3 separate regions of the Gossypium hirsutum genome follow, and regions 1 and 2 are each linked to region 3. The links are chromatin contacts, called in public Hi-C maps. All regions are on one chromosome and are shown on one strand. Each heading gives the region's core, a stretch centred on a gene start, on an enhancer-like site or on the middle of the called end of the contact. The rest is flanking DNA. Distances are from core to core; before and after follow the strand shown. Region 1 holds the start of LOC107954054 (dimethylnonatriene synthase). Region 2 holds the start of LOC121232161 (chloroplast envelope quinone oxidoreductase homolog). Region 3 holds the start of LOC107932931 (galacturonosyltransferase 8).

Region 1 (3,665 bases), core at 1,031-3,530, 130 kb after region 3:
TTTTTAATTTTTTATATAAAAATAAAAAAATTTAATACGGGCCAAGCTGGGCCCAAATTTAACATCTATAATTTGGGCCAGGTTTTGACAAAAATTTAGGCCCATTTTCAGGTCGGGCCGAGCCCGAGCCTATCAAGTGGGCCTAGAATTTTGTTAGGGCCCAGCCCGACCCATGGATAGATTTAATCCTAGGTAAATAAATTATTAGTAAGTTTATGTTTTGACTACTCAACTTCAAAAAATTAAAAAATGTTCACAGAACTGTTTAAAAATTTAAGTACTAGGTTGTTAAAAAATCACTACTATGTGTCATTTTCTATTTCACTACCTACACCAATTGAAAACTCTCATTCTCTTTCTATTTTATACTTCAATTTTTTTCATGAAATAAATTTTAATGTTACGAATCTGCGAACCAAAGTCCTAATAATTTTCTTCTTTGATCACTTGCTGCTAAATTGACTTGGATCTAAAGTATGTTTTTCTCCTTGTTAATTAATAGGTATTGATCTACTGTACTAATTATCAAATCATCGTCTAGAGCTCGCTAGTCGGACTTTAAAAAAAAACTTAACATCCTTGTGACTTAAATTTTTTTTGAATATTTCAATAACTTAAACGAAAACTTTAGAATAATTTAATAACAATTTTATAACTTTTTTAAGATTGACTAACCAAAACATAAACTTACAAACAATTTAGTGACATTAGATATAATTTACTCAAATAAGTTAAAGTAAAACAAATTTGTAAAATCATGAGTTGAGTTTTAACTCAAATACTAATACCCATTTGGCTTGGTTTTCAATTTTATATTTTATGTTATCATATGAAAATTAAATGTATAATACTATAAAATAATAGTAACTATTCTATGCACTGCAAATAAAATAAAAATACTCAACAAACTGATTTAAGATATTGAATATGTTTTATGTAAAAATTTTAAAATAAAATAACAAAAAAAAGTATATGATAACATCTTAAATTCAGTTTTAATTTTATCTCAAAATAATTATCCAACATAAAGTTATTAAAAATATTTAAGTGGTTTCATAATTAAAAAATTAATAAAAAAATATAAATTAGTAAATATTTATTTTGGTACTCGCCATTATTGCTCCGTTATTCAAATACCTAATTAGGTCTTAACCTATAGTTTACAGGGTTCGCAAGTGAGGTGATTGCATTCTTCTATGAGATTGCACGATGTGGGTTCATACAACCACGAAAGCGAACTCTTACTTAGAAAATATGTAAACTTACTAATAATTTATAGTGATTAGGATGTAGTTTAAAAGATATAGTGTGGTGCAACCATTACCAATGTTGTCGCTTTGACAATGGTGTCGCGTGTATGGCCTGAAATTACAGTATCCTCGGGTAAGTGAGTTAACATCACGTCCATGAAATCACTTTCAGAGGCACCCTGGTTTTCCCTTTTCTTCTTAAGATGTTCTTCGAGCCAAACATTGATTATTGAGTCGAGTTCTTTGGCATTTTCCTTCATGGAACGAACATGGCCTTGAATATCGAATCGTTCGAGCCACTGCAGAGCATCCGGTAAAACGAATATCCCAAATAGATACAACGCTCGCTTAATGGCTTTCATGAACCGCCATGGCTCACTGTCTACTTCCCCGTAATCGTTACCGGAGAATCGTTTTCCGAAGAGCATCCTAAGGTTGATGTTAAACGTCAACCGTTCCAACGCCTCACTGATAGTCACTTTATCACCGTTTCGTGAAAGCCCGTACAACTCTTTGATGAACGAGTCCATTTCGGAGAACCGTATGTGCTTCAGCTTCTCCAAACGGTGGCTTGAAAGAAGCTCGACGGTGGCCATCTTACGGATGTTACGCCAATATTCACCATATGGGGCGAGCGAAAAGATAGCGTTGTCGTAACCCATGTACCGCCCGGCGACGATGTTGGCTCGAGTGGCTAAGGTTCGGTCATTGTTGGTGAAACAATCCTTGGCGATTTCCCAACTGCTTACCACTAAAATTCGGTGGGTTCCGAGTTTGAGTGAGTAGAGTGGGCCATGTTTGTCCGCCATTGTTGCTAGGTTCTTGCAGATTGGTTCTTTCCCACCTAAGAGATGGAGGTGACCGATGAGCGGCAATGAACCGGTCGGTTCAGGGATGCAATTTTTCTTGGAATTCTTGGGTGCTTTTCTCGAGAAAATGTATAGAAACAGCAACAAAGATGCAATCGATGGAATGTAAGTGTAAAGATCCATGGTGATTATGTGAGTATTGGCTTTCAAGTTTTAGAGCAAACGGCATTATTTATAGAAGAGGCTCCTACTACGAATTGGATTTTTTTTTTTTTTAAAGTTTACGGATACGGCAATTATCAAGGGTAAAATTGTGGAATAAAAATTAAAACTAAAATACCTTACATTAAATTGAGGCTTTTTTATAAAATTAACCTAAAAAATTTAATTAATTACATAAATGACTCATTTTTTTTATTAAACACATAAATTACTTCAAATTTATAGTGAAAATTGGTGGAGCCAAAGAGTTTGACACCACCAACATGCTACATTAGCAACTGGGGTAAAAAAATTTAATTTTTTTGTGGAGCCATGTTGAATGGTGTCATATATATAAATATTAGGAAAATATTGTAATTTTTAAAAAATGAAGGGACTTTAATAAAAAAATTTCATTTTTTGGTGGAGCCAAATAAATTGAGGCCACCAGTTCCCAATTTGATTTTTTTTAAGTTTTCTAAAATTTTAAATATATTAAAAAATTGTTAAGTATAATTAATTTTAAAAGTTTAATATATTTAAAATTTTAATGCACTTAATATATATTTTTAATAGGTAAAGACAAAAAAAATTCTAATATATTTAAAATTTTAAAAAACTTAAAAAAATTTAAATATATTAAAATTTTAAATATATTAAAAATATTAAGTATAACCAATTTAATATTTTAATATTTTTAATATATTTTTAAAAAATTAAATATATTAAAAAATATTAAGTATAACCAATTTTAAAATTTTAATATATTCAATATATTTTTTAAAAATATTTTTTAAAATTTTAATATATTTAATATATTTTTTAATAGATAAAGATAAAAAAATATTTTTTAATATATTTAAAATTTTAAAAAAATTAAAAAATTTAGTATAATAAATTTTAAAATTTTAATATATTTAAATATATTTAAAATTTATTAAAATTTTGAAATATATTAAAAAAATTTTAAGTATAAGCAAATTTAAATTTTTAAATTTTTAATATATTTTTTAATAGGTAAAGACAAAAAAAAAATTAGTATATTAAAAATTTTAGAAAACTTTTAAAAAATCACATTGGAACTGGTGGCCTCAATTTATTTGGCTCCACCTGAAAATGAAAATTTTTTATAAAAGTCCCTCCATTTTTTCAGAAATTATAGTATTTTCCTAATATTTATACAAGTAACATCATTCTACATGGCTCCACTAAAAAATTAATTTTTTATCCTAGTTGCTAATGTGACATGTTGGTGGTGCCAAACTCTTTGGCTCCACTTATTTTCACTGTAGATTTTAGGTCATTTGCATGTTTAATTAAAAAATAGTCATTTATGTAATTAATTAAATTTTTAGGTTAATTTTATAAAAAGTCTTAAATTAATTAACTAAATTTAAAGAAAAGA
Region 2 (3,790 bases), core at 877-3,376, 220 kb after region 3:
TGAAAACTAAGCCTACTGGCCAGACTTTTTATGCTGACTTGGGGAGGGGGGGATTAAGAATGAGAACTAGAACTTACAAAATGATGAAGCATGGCTACAACTTTATCCCCAGCTTTGAAATTTGTAACTCCTGGTCCAATCTTTACGACTTCTCCTGCTACATCACTAGCTGCAAAAAAAATATATTTAAGATATCAAATCTTCCATGACAAGAGGGTGCCAAAATTACCATCAATAACCACAATTGCTTAAACTAAGAGACCTGCCAACCAGCTTATTATTATGTTGGTTAATTATAGAAAAAGGATATGCCTTAACAAATAGACAAATTCTGTCCTTTAATGATAACTTGAGTTAAATAGACACATTCTTTTCCCATCAATAGTTACCACTAAAGCAAACTCCACAATGTAAATCGACGCAAATTAGATTACAAGTTGAATAATCCGGCAGATACTAAGTAAATTTTTCAGAAAGCCCTGCTAGGGAATTCAACATAGTAATACAACAAAAACAGATTGTGAAGACTCACGTAACTTGAGATATACTTAACAATAGTGTTTTAGAAATCAGGCCACTCGTTCGCTGGTTTGATGAATTCGATTGGTTCAATTAAAAAAAAAACTAAAAAACTCAAAATACTCGGTTCAACTGGTTTTTTAATCTGTTGAACCGGCCAGTACTGGTTCTCAATCCAAACTAGTTCAAAGTCATTCTCTAAACTGATACCTCGACTAGTTCCCAATCCAACCGTCGGTTCAACTGGTCCGTATCTATTCAAAGTCATTCTCCGGATCAATACCTTGGCCTATTCCTAGTCTAACTGGCCAGTCTGATCCGGTTCAAACATCATTGACAAAAAAAATTCTCAAGAAAATTTCAAGACAGAAAAAGTGAAAAGAACAAAATATATAAACTACCAGGTATGCAGGGGAATTTTCTAGGTAAAAATGGACGAAGCACCCCTTCCTGTATTTTCCAGTCAACTGGGTTTAGACTAATTGCGTCCAGTTTAAGCAATATTTCATCTTTATTTGGAGTGGGTATTGGAACTTCAACATGCTGTAACAAGCACAAAAAATTCAAAGCTGTTATGACATCAAGTCACTGGTAAATTTTCTTTTCAAGTTTATATCAAGCAGGTCCATATAAAAAATTTCTTTTGTTTTAATTGTTTGTTTTTGGTGGTTTAGTGTTGCTGTGGGTGGAGTTTTCCAAACAACCAATTTTGTCTTGTTTTGTGGTATTAATAAAGCATGCCGATTAAATTTTAAAAAAAAAATAAAAAGAGTATCAACCTATCAACCTCTCGGTCTCAGATCTCTTCCAAGAGCAAATCCTTATTTACTTCCGTTCCAGAATGTGCTTTCAATCACAATTTTTTAACTAATAGAATTTTGAATCCGACGATAAAATCAGTTAACACTTAACTTCACTATCAAGTCCTAGCCCATAAGTCACAGATCTTTTTTGGAATTTTTAATTCCAAAAGAGCAAATACTTAATTTACTTCAATTCCTGAAAATTCCAGCATCCTAGTGCATCGGAGTACTCATTCAAATTATCTATATGCTTTCAATCACAAATTTAACAAATAAAATTTTGAATCCGACGATAAAATCGGTCAACACTTAACTTCTCCATCAAGTCAACCTCACAATCTCATATCCTTGTCGTGAAATTTTAATTCCGAATAGCAAATTCCCTATAGTTCATTTCCGTTCCAGAAAATTCCAATTCCTTAATAACTCACGGCACTCATTGAAATCATATTCATGCTTTCTTCAATCACAAGTTAAACTAATAGAATTTTGAATCCGAAGAGCAAACTTAGATCAATATAAACACTAGATTAACAACCTTAATTGAAGTCTCCACTAAAAAAAGGAACTAAACTTATATGATAAAACAGTAAGAAAAAAGTAAAAGCAAGCAAAATGGATCATCATAATGAAGTAGATTTTTACCTTCAAAGCAGCAGCGCCTCCGCCATAGCTGTTATATTGTAAAGCATGCATAAGAGTTTCAGCCATTTCTTTCACTAAAAGAGATCAATCGAAGCTTTTTTTTATAAGAAAAAATGAAGTTCAAAGAATGTCGTATGGATGCCGTAGGAGCGAATTGTATTGTTAACCGCTAGCCATAACAATATAAACAAATGGGGACCACATTGTTAATTTGACGGATATACCCTGGATGATTTTGCAAGAAATCTCTTGAAATGTTGAATTTGGTAGCTGCTAAAGTTGTATTATTTATTTCATATTTAAAAAATATTTATCTATTATCATATTTAAATGTTTATTATCATATTTAAGTCTTTTATTAAATTAATATCATTTTCAATTGAGTCACAACTCAATAATGAATTTATTAAAAACTTCTTATTTTTTTAGATAAAAAAATGGAAGCAATTATAAAATTATTCCAATACCATCACACATAAGCCGAACATTCAATCGTAATTGCTCCACGACCACTGTCGAAGTCTCCGTAAACGCTATCAGACCATAAGGGAAAGCTCTCATCATCCTAACTAGTGTAAGCACAGCTACATTGGCTTTTTTAAGAGTTTGTTGTATGATCACCTACCATTATCTCCTACATAACTCCTGGATTCTCAAGACCAAATCCCTGTTCAAATGCCCAGAAGATTTATCTAAAATGGCTTCCACAGCTTGAGCGCAATTCTTATCGACAATAATATTAGCCCAATTAACACCCACGTCAGAAGGAGTCTATCGTAAATCGCCCAAAGCTCAACCTGCTCTACACTACAATTGTAAATATTTCAAAAACTTCTCATTTAAATCAATACTAAATATAATTTTAAAGGTAATTTTATCCTTTTACATATAAAATCTAAAAAATTAGATAGCCATGATAATGGGATTTAAACTCAAAACATTATGATTTTTAATCTTTTAACTTTATCACTTCATCCAAAACTATTTTTTGTTATTATATTTATTACATACATTTTTCACCCTTATGACGAAATCTAATAATTGTTAATAGATTAAATTTATTTATACTATTTATTATTGTACTATATATATAAAAGTTGTGTGTTTAGTTTTTTACTTTAACTTGTTTGATTTTGAATATTTATTTTTTAAAATTTTAACTAAATAATAATGGTTAAATTAAGTTATATTATTTTTAAAATTTTATGCGGTAAATATATTATGTCAATGTTAACTTACTATTTTAACATATCACTCTATTTTAACATATCACTCATAAAAATCAATTAATAGATTTAGTAATTATCATTTACGTCAAGACTAAAATTTCAAATTTTGAAAAACTAAGATTTACTAAATAAGAGAATATGGATAAATTTTACAACTTTAAACATAATATAAAATTAAAATAAAATTTAATTGAAATAAATTTAATTATTATCATAATAACTAAAACAAATCAATTCAAAAATTTTATAAATTAAATTATAAAAATTAAACTCATACCTGACGCATCCTACAAGTACAAATAAGTAAAATTTGACCAATAAATTATTATAGTCAAGGCTAAAAAAATCAGTTGAAATGATTAGTCAATGCATGAACTATGATGATAGATTTTTGATTGAATCGCATACATCAACCATAGATTGCATGATTCTTAATCATCAGTACAAACTGATGAGAAGGTAACAGATGTACAATATGTACTTAAACAATAATTATTCCATATATTATTTTTAAAAACTCTACAAAGATATAATTTTAACTGATGAATAATTTAATGTCACAAGATCAATTTAATTGACAACGATAAAAATCAA
Region 3 (3,876 bases), core at 443-2,942:
CTATTATTATGTTTGATGATTTCTTTCTTCTTCATTTTTTAAACAAATTAGTATTTAATTAAAGTCTCACAATATATGCATTTTCCACTAGACCAGTTCTTCTTTTTTTATAAATTCAAGTTGTTCTTAATTTTCAAAAATATGTGGTTTCTCAAATTTGACTATCATCTTTAATTAATATAGTATACATACATTTTTGCCATCAAATGTACTATTATCTATATTTATACTATTATTAAAATTATTATTTGAATTGATATTACAAATTCATCTGTTAGCAATTTAGTTATGAACAGATTAAAAAGCTATTTATTTTATGAAGTAAATTATATTATTACGATGATATTTTTTTAATATTTTTTTATATAAAATTAATAAAAAAATTATATATGATAAAAAATAATATAATTTTTAAAATTTAAAATTTTCAATTTCAATCCATTTGATTCTTATATATATTTAATAATATATTTTTTAAACCAAAATATAATAATTTACTTTTAGTATATATTAATATTGCAATATAATATTTAGTGAAACGTTTGGTTTTGTTTGGTTAGGCAAGATCTGTTAGTAGCAAATTGGGTTTTCAATGGTTTATTTATTTATAAATTACAATAAATGTTATATCTTACAAAGGGAAAGACATTTGATTTGTTGTTTATAAATTGTTTTTTTCTATGGGTTTATTTATTTATAAATTATAATCCACAATGTTACAAACAAACATGTCCAAAAATGTAATTATGTTTGAAACATACTTACTTTGTCATTTAATGAAGTTGCTTTGTCTCAAAGATTTTGATTTTTAATGTCAAAATCCAACTCTTCCAAGTTAAATATTAATAATACACTCTCATTCACAACTAATCCCACAATCTCATTCATAGAAAAAAGGAAAAAGGTTAAATTTTGGATTTAGTCCCTCTATCATTTTTAAATATTAAATTTAATTTTTATATTCTAATTTCACATAATTTAATTCTTTAACTAATTCAAATATTTAATGCTGTTAATTATTTTGATTAAAATATTGATATGAATTTTTTTTAAAAATATTATTGCTAACAAAATAAAATCATAGGGACAACCATATTAAAGATTAATACGATATAAAATGAATGAATATTTTATTTCTTTAAATGTCTACAAAATTTCATATTTAGATATGAAATACAATCAAAATTTCATATATATATATAATTACAACATATCGTAATTTGTATATTAAATTAAAATTTATTTTATATTTTAATGAGGATAGTTACGAATGTGATAGATGATGAAATTATGCCTAATTTGACCGAAACCAAATCAATAGTCTTCTACCACAACACATGCCTATGGATTTATTGCTCCAATATTTGGTGCCCATGGTGTGGGCCATGATAATAAAAAAGAGAAGAAGTAAAGTAATTTTTAGTTGTTTATGTTTAATAATATTTTTAAAAATTGATCTTTGAATTTTTTATTAATCTCGACTTTCTTATTTCAATTATTAAATTTATGTTTAGTTAAAGTGTGAATACATGTTATATTGAAATTGTATCAGATCATTTTATGAATTTTTAAAAAGATTATATAAATTCTAAAAAAAATTTAAAAATTTAAAAATTATTTAAATAATGATGTGACATAATTTTAAAATGTCATGTTATTATAAATCTAAAACCATGAATCAAAATAAAAATACTGTTAAATTTAAAGATTAACTTGAAAAAAATTCAGGACCAAGGCAGCAAATATTGTTAAGGTTCGGGACTAAATGTTACCAAGATAAAATGGGAGCGTTCACACAGGATCCCGCGTTGCCGCCAAATTCCAAGTGGCACCCAGCTAGCTTACCTTTTCACCGACAATAACGGAATCAAAGCCGTTGATCTCCGTAAACCAACACCCCTTATCATAATCTCTCTAACATCAGAAAGCGAAAGTCCCCGAAGCTTAGAACCCAAAATCCAACAAAAACAAAAATCAGTGAGTGAAGAGATAGTGGCGCTTGTGTTTTGGCATCATCTTTCCGTTGTTTTAAATCGTTTGATGCGTCGGTGATAGATCGGAAAGATGGCGATTCATCGTACAGCAAGAAACAGCGGCAGCGGCGTCGGAGTAGCAGGGGCGACGATTGGAGGTTTTGGATTTACAGTTAGATTATTGGCTTCTGCAATTACGGTTGCAATCTGTTTCTTCTTTGCTCTTTCTTTCTTCTTCACTTACCACTCTCTGTCTCCTCATCTTCAAACAAACCTTGTAAGTTCTAACTAACTTTCTCTTTATTTTAACTGAAAATTAAATTAAACTCTTTTTTCGACTCATTTTTGTTTTTTAAAGACGAATTAAAGAAGGAAAGTATACGGTGATTGATGGAACGGTTTCGTTTCTTTTGTGTTTTCTAGGGTTTCTCAACTGATTCCTATGGAATCGGATCCACGAGGAGGTCCGTTTTGGCACTTAAATCGGATCCGCTCAAGCCTCGACTGGATCAGATCCGGAAACAAGCCGGCGATCACCGTTCTCTTGTCCTCGCTTACGCGTCTTACGCTCGGAAATTGAAGCTTGAAAACTCGAAGCTCGTTAGGGTTTTCGCCGATCTATCCCGGAATTACTCGGATCTCATTAACAAACCATCTTATCGGGCTCTGTTTGAAACTGATTCACTGTCCATCGATGAGTCGGTGCTCCGGCAATTCGAGAAAGAAGTGAAAGAGCGAATAAAGGCTACGCGCCAAATGATTTCGGAAGCCAAGGAATCTTTTGATAACCAACTCAAGATCCAGAAATTAAAAGATACGATCTTCGCTGTCAACGAGCAGCTGACAAAAGCGAAAAAGCAAGGTGCGTTTTCCAGCCTCATCGCGGCCAAATCGATCCCTAAAAGCTTACATTGTTTGGCAATGAGGTTGATGGAGGAACGTATTGCACATCCAGAGAAGTATACCGATGAAGGGAAGCCAACTCCTCCTGAGTTTGAGGACCCTAAGCTTTATCATTATGCGATTTTTTCGGATAACGTACTTGCAGCATCAGTGGTGGTGAATTCAGCCACGAAGAATGCGAAAGAGCCCTGGAAACACGTTTTCCATGTAGTGACTGATAAGATGAATCTTGGAGCAATGCAGGTTATGTTCAAATTGAAAGATTACAATGGAGCACACATTGAAGTTAAAGCAGTTGAGGATTATAAGTTTTTGAATTCATCTTATGTCCCAGTGTTGAGACAGTTAGAATCCGCGAATTTGCAGAAGTTTTACTTCGAGAACACGCTCGAAAATGCCACAAAAGATACTACTAACATGAAGTTTAGGAACCCAAAGTATTTGTCAATTTTGAATCACTTGAGGTTTTATTTACCAGAGATGTATCCCACATTGCATAGGATTCTGTTTTTGGACGATGATATTGTTGTGCAAAAGGATTTGACAGGGTTGTGGAAGATTGATATGGATGGGAAAGTGAATGGGGCGGTGGAGACTTGCTTTGGGTCTTTCCATAGGTACGCGCAGTATATGAATTTCTCGCATCCTTTGATCAAACAGAAGTTTAATCCCAAGGCGTGTGCTTGGGCTTATGGGATGAATTTCTTCGATTTGGACGCTTGGAGGAGGGAAAAATGTACTGAGGAATATCATTACTGGCAGAATCTGGTACGCTTTCATTGCCACTCTCTTGTTGTTTGATTGATTTATTATGCCTTGCTTGTTCTACTTTTGATGCTTGATTTATGCCATTGGATGATGCAACCTTTTTTAGGTAGTATAGCTTGATTGTCCTGTTTCAAAGCTTAAAGCATTTTAATTAAGAGTTAATTCCAGCGAATGTCCTCCAACTTTGGTCCAGATTCTAAATCGGTATGGAATTCCAAAACATTAAGTGAGA

The links. A called contact is a pair of places that touch in the nucleus more often than the background predicts.
Region 1: a Hi-C map of leaf shows a contact between it and region 3, with 2.0 times the contacts expected there. The contact joins the promoter of LOC107954054 here to the promoter of LOC107932931 in region 3. A contact is called at or near these places in 4 of 34 Hi-C or Micro-C datasets (callus and leaf).
Region 2: a contact with region 3 is called in a Hi-C map of leaf, with 1.9 times the contacts expected there. The contact joins the promoter of LOC121232161 here to the promoter of LOC107932931 in region 3. A contact is called at or near these places in 3 of 34 Hi-C or Micro-C datasets (all in leaf).

Annotation. Positions count from the first base shown.
Region 1 is chrA07:15,613,250-15,616,914 of Gossypium_hirsutum_v2.1, reverse strand. LOC107954054 (dimethylnonatriene synthase) reads right to left here and starts at 2,280. Exons shown (of 2, transcript XM_041117645.1): 1 at 1,325-2,280. The coding sequence starts at 2,242.
Region 2 is chrA07:15,526,661-15,530,450 of Gossypium_hirsutum_v2.1, reverse strand. It overlaps LOC121232161 (chloroplast envelope quinone oxidoreductase homolog), which reads right to left and starts at 2,126. Exons shown (of 4, transcript XM_041117642.1): 1 at 1,968-2,126; 2 at 921-1,062; 3 at 78-169. The coding sequence starts at 2,033.
Region 3 is chrA07:15,741,308-15,745,183 of Gossypium_hirsutum_v2.1, reverse strand. LOC107932931 (galacturonosyltransferase 8) reads left to right here and starts at 1,692. Exons shown (of 3, transcript XM_016865053.2): 1 at 1,692-2,250; 2 at 2,397-3,644. The coding sequence starts at 2,065.